Regions from separate parts of the Anas platyrhynchos genome. Here region 1 is linked to region 2. A link is a contact called in public Hi-C data. All regions are on one chromosome and are shown on one strand. Each heading gives the region's core, a stretch centred on a gene start, on an enhancer-like site or on the middle of the called end of the contact. The rest is flanking DNA. Distances are from core to core; before and after follow the strand shown. Region 1 has its middle 3.6 kb from the start of TRNAT-CGU. Region 2 overlaps RAB11FIP4 (RAB11 family interacting protein 4).

Region 1 (4,443 bases), core at 880-3,379, 88 kb after region 2:
GAGCCAAGTATTTCAGTAAAGCTCTGGCGTTGCTGTTCTCTGTGGCCATAACACATCCAGGCAGCTTACCAGTTGCTTAACATCAGTCTCTGCAGAACTGGAATATTAGCTTCTATCTCACAGATGTCTTGTGAGGAAGGTTCTTTGCTCAGCACCTTGGGAAGGACCCACAGAAGAGCTCAGCACTGGGACTAACTGTACATCTTCACTGCTGGAACGAGCCCACCTGCCCAGATCCTCTCTGGTAACGCAGAGTTAGTTCTCTTTGTGCATCCTGCTCGCATTGCTGTCTTCAGGGCTCACTGACTCTTCACAAACACACTAGTCCTAGGGCACAGGGATTTTTCTTCTGTCCTCAGGACCATTTTTTTCTGTACAGAAAATAGTAGGTGCTATAAACACCACATTTCAACAGGTGAAGCTTTCAGAGCAAAGTCTGTCACTTTTCAAAGTTCCGGTTGGCTTATTAGCAGGAGTGGAGCTGTGCTTTGTGGCTCATGCATGAAGTTTACGCTAGGGCAAGATGCTGTGCTGAGCCTGCTGGGGATGAATCGCTAACAGCCCCGGTTCTGGCATGAGTGGAGGTTGCTGGTTACTTATGATAACCAAGTGACTTCTTACAGGAAAAGTTCAGGATGTAAAAATCTGGCCCATGTGTGTCTCTGTCCCCTAGCACGTGCGTTATGTTTGGCCTGCCTTACCTTGGACAGAAACATTGTACGGTTTGTTTCCAAAGCTGGAAATCAACAGCTAGACCCAACTGATGTTCAGGCTAACAAGGCTGCATCAGCTGACCTTCCGTGTGAGCAAAGTCCTGCCTAAAAATAAAATTCAAACAAAATGACCTGCTCGTCACATCCAAGCAGAGCTGATCCTGCTGTTCTCTCTCCCAGCTCGCTGACAGAGGCGCTTCTGGGCTCTTGGATCTCTGGCTCTGCTCTCAGTGTTGTCTCTGCACCTTCATGCTCTGCAGGAGCTCATGGTGCCGCAGGGTTGTGTTGAGGTGGATCACATGTTCTCTTGCCTCCCAAATCCCCAGCCCATTCTTCTTGGGAAATAAATTTGATTTTGGCGTTAACTTAATAATTAAAGTCCTGAAGTGTCAGTGAAGTTTAATCAAGATGCTTACACTCTGATCATAGGTGTGCTGGAGATAGGTTTTTGGGGGTGGAAAGTGGACTGGGAAGGGGGAAGTTGTTTGTTTTGGACACAAATCCTGACCAAAACCAACTCAAAACCTTTAGGTTTCCCATTAAGGTTGCGCTAAGATCTTTGATTTTGTTCCAGAAAACATTGAGCAGTCTCCCTCTGAATGTAACACCTCTATTAAATGAGGAATTATTAAATGAGGCCCCTTTTAATTACCTAATAAAAATACATTACAATTAATGTACTTAACATCTGTGTTGCTGCTGAAAATCTCGGCCATACTTAGGAACAGAATTTCCTGACCTTTCTGGATTGACAAGCTGGTTTATTTAGGGTGCAGACTCTTCATGACCCCTTTTAAATTCCTCTTAAAAGTAAGTGTAAAAATGAATCAATTATAACAGCGGTGTTTTCTGAATTGTGTATTATGTGCATTTTTGAGAGGCTGACAGAACATGCCTGCTTGTGGAAAGTAAGACGTGAATGGGAACTAAAAGCATAATGCTCTTTGTTCCGATTATAACGTTTTCAGAGCTTTGCAACTCTCCTAAGTGTCTGTCGCGTCCTCCCCAGGGTCAAACTTCAGCAACTAAAAAGCAGTGTGTTAGCAACACAGGAGGAGCTGTGTGTCTGATTCAGAAATAGTAGTGAGATCATTCAAAAGCCTTGTGTAGACCTTGCTGGGTGTAGCCAGGGCAGACGGGACTGTCCCAAAGACTGTTCCGATCCGCTTGTGCATTCATGAAGCATTGGGCTGCCTTCCCAGCAGTCCTGCTTTTTGGGTATCCCCTCGTGGGTCTGCTGACATCAGCTTCTTTAAAAAAATAAAGCAGAGTTGTTGTTTTAAAAAATATAAAAGTCACCTAAGCCCTAAAACCTTGAACTTGGAGAGAAAACACGTGTGCCGGGCTGTGCAAACAGAGCGTGGTGTGCCAGGGGTGAGCAGGCTGCCGGAGCCGGCTGGGCTGCATGCGGGAGCCAGCGCCTGCTCGCTCCGAGGGCTGTCGGAGGGCTGCTGTAGGTCGGGCACTGCCTCTGCGCAGGATGCAGGGAAGGGCCAAGCCAGGAGGATGCTCGGTGTGTGCAACGTGGAGCTGTGGTGGTGTTTCCTGCAGGTTAGGCAACTAAATGTACAAAGCAAAGCTATGACCGGCTGGTGAGACCACCAACTAACAGTTGGGATGAAGGCAGTGGTCTTCAGTGAGCTGGAGAACAGCTTTCGCAGTGTTGTCTGGATCTCAAATATATGGTTGAGTAAATTAACCCCTGAGTAAATAAACCCCAAACTGTGGAAATCTTCACATGGCTACAGCAATGTGATTCCCATTTCCATTATGCCTGGAATTTAATGGACTGCTGAAGTTTGACCAAAAGGCATTTCTTGTGTCAAAATGAAAAATTACAGATCAAAAGGGTGACTTTGCAGACAAACATATCGATCTAAAGCCTGGGTGACACAGACTTCCTGGAAGAGAGCCCAGAAGCATGTCTGTGTTTAAAGTCAAATGGCTGTAGCCTTTTACCACTGATGAATAAAAAATGTTTTTGTCTGCATGCCGAAGGCTCAAGCAGAAACAGAAATGACTTGATTTGTTCTGCTGGAGAAGCAGGTACGTGTTTGCGAATAGTAATCCACTGCATGCTGCAGTATTCAAGATTTTTTTTTTTAAAAATAGCTAGATAGGAAATAAATTTTTCAATGATTTTTTTTTTTTTCCTTGAAAACTCCTTTTGTGGCAACTGAGAAGGCAACTTTGGGAAAGGCAAACTGAGTCTTCTTGCTCTGTGTCCAAAGGGCTGAGTCACAGCATCCCCTCCCCTGGAAACCTGAGGAGGGGAGCAGTTGTGAAGTTCCTTCATGGGGATCCCGCTTATATTTCTGCTTCAGTACCCAAGTAGCAAACTTTATAGAGGTCTGGTCCTGAGGATAATATTGTCTTCTATAATTAGATAGTAACAGCAAGGTGCAGTTGTGCCTCCCAGGCCAGGATGAATGAGGGAGCAGCAGCAGCATGCTGTGCTGACCCCCTGAGAGCGAGGTACAACGCGAGGGTGGCAGCAGCCTTGTTTGGTGAATGAGCTCTGCAGCACCCAGGAGAGGGAGCCGGATTCCTTACTGCTGCACCGGGGAGTGGGGAGCGAGGTGGGCATCACCACAGCATTGGGTGCCTTGGTTTTGCAAGGGAACCTGTGAAAACAGAATTTAAATTGAAAAAGTGGTGCTGAATGGCAGTGATGGCCGGAATATGCTAGCTGACAGTCCGGGTAGCGTGTCTCACATGAACTTCAATTATGCAGGGGAAAGAGGAGCAGGGAGGGAGGAGAAAGAGGAACGGATGGGAGATTTATATTCTCATCTCCTCCGCTGTCTGTTTAACCTCAGCACCAAGGGGCCTGCAGGTCACAGAAGCCATACTCCTCTCCCTCTTTATCTCTCAGGTTCATGTTCCTTACTGTAAATTGCCTGAAAGAAATAGAGGCTCGGAGCCCAGTCCTGTAACGTTTGTGCACTGGGTTCTCTTTGTCTGTGTGAGTACCCACTGACACCACTGAGAGGTTACTGCAGGTAAGCAAGATGTAGCAGGGTGAAGGCCAGTCCCACGAGTGTAGCTCTTACTGTGATCTTGGTGTAAATTGGAAAAAATTACACTGGAGCAGATGAAGTGATCTGTTTGCAAATGCACTGCCATGGGAGCACAGTCAGAGATTGGATTCATATAGTTTCTGAACTATCAGTTCTCATCCTGGAATTAGTTCCTTTGCATTCAGCAAAATACAGCTCTGTGGACCTGGAGTTCATGGTGACAAGCCAAGATGCAGAGTCCTGCCTGAGACATCATGTCAGTAGTGCAAAAACCATCAACAACAAATGCCTTTGCCTTTGAAGTTTGTATTATTTTCTACTGCCTGAAAGAACTGAGGCAAAACCTGCCCCTGTACTAAGAGCAGCAGCTTCTTTAGGGTGATGCCTGCCGTGGCTGTGGCCTGCCATCCCGTTTGTGGCAGCAGTAATTCAAACAGTAGTGCTGAGCTGGTACAATCATCTGGGTGAAAGAATTCAGACTGTATATGAATTCAAGACAAGGACAGCCTAATATAGAATTTAATGTTTACTGTCTTTGAAGAGGCTATAATAAGCTTACATGGGAAGCCCAAGAAAGAGATTGAGCAATCAGCTAGCGCTGCAAGTATGTTAGAGGGCTCTTGGGAGCCCCAGTCTGCAACTTTTGTACGTTATTGTTTGGTGCCATGGCCATCAGTTGAGCCACAAATGGTCATAAGAGTTTGATGGTG
Region 2 (4,679 bases), core at 505-3,004:
ACATCAAAGTCTTCATGAGCCCGTTTAGGCTTATAGCTGTAGATCTCAAACTTCGCAACGCACCATAGCTGGAGAGGATTTGATGAGTCTGTGTGTTCTTAATAAGGATGTCTTACAAACGGGAGCGGTATTTGGGCTGGCTCTAGGGAGAAGGACTGTCCAGGTAAATGTGGAGAGCTGAGCTCTCCTTTTGTGAGTCAGGCTAAAACTCTTTAATGAGCTGAACTTCGTTGCTCTTAAAAGTACGTCGGAGTTTGCTAAGACTCAACTAAATTTTACTAAATATAGCCTGAGATCATAAACAAGTCTAAAACACCATTAAAGATCCAAGGGTAGATGAAGTAAAAAAGCTATTGGTCTCAGGAAAAATGCCAAGAACCAACTTTATTCAATTAGGTAGCCAGATTTGATTTCCCATAGTATTAAAGTTGTTTAATTGCCCGTGAAAATTGCCTGACACAGCATGGGTTAATTCTCCTTCTTGGAACATTTGCAGGAAACCACTTTGCTGCAGTTGTGTTTATTTGCAGCCAGAGTGTCTGTTTGCAAATTAACTGTCTGCTAGAGTGTGAAAAACATTTTTTTAAATGAAACTGAAGGTAAATATCTAAAAATATGTGGTAAGGGAAGTCATGTCTGGCATCCTGAGCAAACAGAAAATGTTAAAGGTTCACGTCCTCCCCTTCAGTGACTTGGAAAACACTTGCATCATCTTTGCTTAGGGTTAAAGATGAGCCTGTCCTGCCTCTGTGAGAGCCAGCACTGCCTTTTGTGAGGTTACTAGCATTAGTTTGGTATTTTCCAGAAGTACTTGTGTTTTCACAAAAGGAGAGGATAAATGATCTAGTGGTTATGATGCTTAGATTTCTTGTTCTGCAGCGTCTTCCTCTTACCAGAGTGCGGGCAGTTGTCTTTTTACTTCAGTTTGCCCCTGCAAATAATTGCCAGATTGCAGGTTGTTCCCCACTGCAGTTCTGGCCAAAGGCACCGTGTACACTTCTGCTTTTGGCATACTTTGGATAAATGTGTTTTTAACTTCAGTAATTTTGACAGAATCAGATTAGAGAGTGACCCAGTGCTTTGGTGAATGAGAAGTGACACACGCCGCTGTCTTGAGCAGTCTTTTGACGGACACAAGAGCAGCCGGCTCTGTGCTGGCTCACCGTGTGTCTCTAGCCAAAGAAACTTCAGCAGCCTCACCACTCTCCTGTGGTTTGGTAACTGAGTTCCTCCTCCAGATATGAGGTTGCTCCTAAACTCTGTCACCCTGCACAGTGATTTATACAATGCACGGCCCTGCAGGAGTGTTCTCCACAGAGGGCATCCTTTTGCACAGCTGTAGAAAATATAGAAGGACTTGAAACCACCCTTGGGTTAGCTCTTCGCCTCCATTCGCTGCCTCACTGACTGCAGTGGAGCTGGGTCTCCTTGCCAAATGTTGCCCAGAAATGTGAATGAGGAGATTTTCCCAGCCATAACAAGGGCGAGAGCACACTGAGCACGTTAAAATCTTGTGATACAAGTAGGCATTCAAATGAAATATCTCTAAACAGCCATAGAAGTGGCTTTCAGTTTTATTGTTTCCTGGAAAATGAAATTATAGCAACAATGGGACAGCTCAGTGCAGGAGGTCCTTAAAGTAGCCAGGAAGTATCCGTTCATGTATTTGCAGTGGGTTATTTATGGACAGACTAGCCTTGGGTGCATACTGCTGCATGGCTTGAAATACTGATCATGGCAGTTCTGCAAGCCCGGGCAAAAATGTTTGTCCTCAAGACAGATACTGGCAGAAAGCACCCTGTGTGCCTGACCAGACAGCTCCCTATACAAGCTGCTGTCCAATGCCTTCGTGTTTCCACACTGAGATGTGCCAGAGTAAACCTTGTTTTTTTTCCTGTTTCCTTTCTGGACTGTGACACTTTCATTTTGCTCACTGGCATTTCCCAGGCTGCAAGCCAAAATATGTTCAGGTAATAAGAAGACATGTGAACAGTATTTGAGACACTGCAGGTTAATTCAGTTCCCTTCTTATGGTATGCCCCTTGCGTAAACCTCTTGGAGTACTTGCAAAATTCAAATCATCCTCCAGATATGGGAAACAAAAGGTGAGATGTGTTAGCAGTGTTGCAAAAAAACACTGGACAAGAAAGGCTTCTTTACCAACTGCGTGCCAAAACCCAACGTCCTGGTGGTAGGGGCTGGGCCCTGGGGAAAGAGCAGCACCACAGCCCTCCATTGTTAGGGGTGACAGTTTGTGTCTTGATAGGGAAAATGAGCAACGAAACATTTATTTGTTACTAAACCTAGTTCTTAAGTGGGGTGAAAACGGTGGCACAATCCTAAGCTTCTTGCAGCCATTGGCATCTTTCCATGGTTTGCTGGATGGTGGATGAGGTCCAGCAAGGTGGCAGCAGTGTGTTTGAGTAACCCTGAAGGAGAATGGCCTCTCAGCAGTTTCTTTTCTTCTTCTCCTTTTGCCGGGTGTAATAACATGCAAATCTTCCCAGCAGGATGAGGGGATCCAAGCTGCCACGCCAGCACATTAATTGCACTCAGCAAATGTCTCCCACGGGGGACGCTGGTTGCTGCACGCTCAAACGTCTTCCCAACAAAAAGTCACCTCTGCAGGAGGAGGTGGTCTCAGGTGAACCTGAGTCTGTCCTGACTCTGTCAGTTGCATTGGAAATTTGGTCTGTGATTTCAATAAAAGGAAGATTTGGCTCCGTTTGCCAAATGGAGCTCTTCAGCTCGGTAAACAAATTGGATTAAGTGCCTGGTGATGTTCTGGAAATGGCTCAAATGCTTGATTGGCTTCTGCGGTTCTGGCCCAGGACACGAAAGCCTGTGCCAGATGGCTCTCTGAAGAAGTGGCTAGGGCTGCCCCAAGTAGGTTAGGTATGGAGGAGACGGTGCTTTTTCTCCTGTGTTTTTTTCTGAGTAAATTATAGGTTTGAATTTAAATGGTCAAGGGCTATCATGAAGAGATGGACCTTAATGGTCAAGGAAAATGAGTAACTGTGATCAGGAAAAATCTCAGATAAGAACTGGGCAGCAAAGAGGGGACACAGAAGACCTTGCAGCTAAACTCCAGATTAGAGAGGTTTAAGATGCCCCTTGGTTTTGGTAGTTAAATCCCTCTTGCACCTTTGAAAACCTTTGAAAGCCTTTGTAACTTTTGCCCACCAAAGAAAAAGGTTGGGGAAGGTGGTACGCTTATCTAACAGGCTTAAGCAAAGGCTGACAGCTTAGAAGTCTTTAGCTAGAAGCACTGTTAGTACAGCTGAAATAGGAAAAATAAGGCCTAACCTTATAGCTGAAGATATAGCTGGGAATTTTTAGAACTGTGTAAACACGTCTCCTTCATTACACAAATCTACATCCACTGCTGTGTAGCACTTGGCATTTATTTTCCTTTTTGCTGGAGATAACTCACTTTAACGAGTACGTGCTCCATATCATGCAGAGAGCATTTAGCAGAGCAAGCAGTCCGTACATGTAAAGACTGTCACAGTGGGTGCTGGCATGAGGTAGTTTGATGAGTAATAAGTTTTTGTTATAAATGTCAAAAGGTACAAATAGTAAATTGAATTCTCTGTAAGAGGACTAGAAAGTGCCCTTAGTCAAGCACAGGCTGACAAACATAATGCTAAAGCCGGGAGAAAGAAATGGACCATGGGCAAGTGGGAAATGTGACAGCCACAGGCATGCCAAGTTATGTAGAAAGATGCTGTCTCAAGGCAAAAACGTTTAATATTTTGCCTCTTTTCAGAAGGTAAATAACCTCTTTGGATTGTTATTCCCATGTGAGCTCCTCTTTGGGAAGCGACAGCAACACAATTCTTGCTTGCTGACTTCTCCAGAAAAGTAAAAAAAAAGCACACCACGTCACTGGCTTCATCCACCTGGTGGTGCCTCTGGCATACATCTGTGGGTAGGAGACAGGAAAACACATCGACCCCAATGTTGGGCATCCTCCATCCTGTCACCTTCCCTGTTAGGTACTCACTTCTTCTGTAAGGGACTCCCCTCCATAACCACAAGGTATCTTCAACCCTGGAGATGTTATTTCGTTATTTTAAAAAAGCAAGAGAGAAGGCCAGCTACCAGGATAAATCCTTACATTTCACACTTCCTTGCATTATTCTGCCTTCTCTGACTCATCTGCCTCATGAGTATCAGTGTGTCGTGTCACGAGCAAATGGATTGCGTTAGTGATGGGATGGAAAAGAGGAATGCTGCTGGCTAATTGCTGCTTCCAAATGTACGCGTGCTGAGGTTCTGTGCAGTTCAGGCCCAAGGCTGTAGGCTGGTTGTTCTGAAATAACCTGGCCTGATAGCACTGCCTCTGCGGCTCGACATGCCAAGTGCAGTCACTGGTAATTAATGGGAAATGAGGCATTTGGTGATTGGAGTGTTTCTATATTTGTCTCAGGTTTTGAGACGAGACAAGGACTGGGGAAAACATGGACATTGATTTTTCCAGCTGTTAGTGTGTTGGTTAACAAAAGCAAACACAGAAGCTGAAGATCTGACTGCAGCACATAAACATTTGCTTGCCAAACACTGTATGCTTCGTGACAGAGCTCTTTTTGAAGGGGATATGTGACATTTGGGTATTGCCCAGTCCGTCCTTAGGCCAGAGGGAATCAGAAGCAGCTCTGCTGATGTCAAGCAGATGC

What was found. A called contact is a pair of places that touch in the nucleus more often than the background predicts.
Region 1: a Hi-C map of F5 follicle shows a contact between it and region 2, with 3 times the contacts expected there. The contact joins two enhancer-like sites. A contact is called at or near these places in 3 of 8 Hi-C or Micro-C datasets (F5 follicle, skeletal muscle and subcutaneous adipose tissue).

What each region holds. Positions count from the first base shown.
Region 1 is chr19:6,086,777-6,091,219 of IASCAAS_PekinDuck_T2T, forward strand. No RefSeq gene overlaps it. Among named protein-coding and RNA genes, the nearest start is that of TRNAT-CGU, 3.6 kb to the left of the region's middle. Within about 2 kb of position 2,130, at least 2 of the 8 cell types and tissues checked have an H3K27ac peak or open chromatin away from gene starts, as enhancers often do. A contact at or near this core is called in F5 follicle, where this site is marked.
Region 2 is chr19:5,998,732-6,003,410 of IASCAAS_PekinDuck_T2T, forward strand. All of the region lies in intron 2 of RAB11FIP4 (RAB11 family interacting protein 4), which reads left to right. Among named protein-coding and RNA genes, the nearest start is that of RAB11FIP4, 46 kb to the left of the region's middle. Within about 2 kb of position 1,755, at least 2 of the 8 cell types and tissues checked have an H3K27ac peak or open chromatin away from gene starts, as enhancers often do. A contact at or near this core is called in F5 follicle, where this site is marked.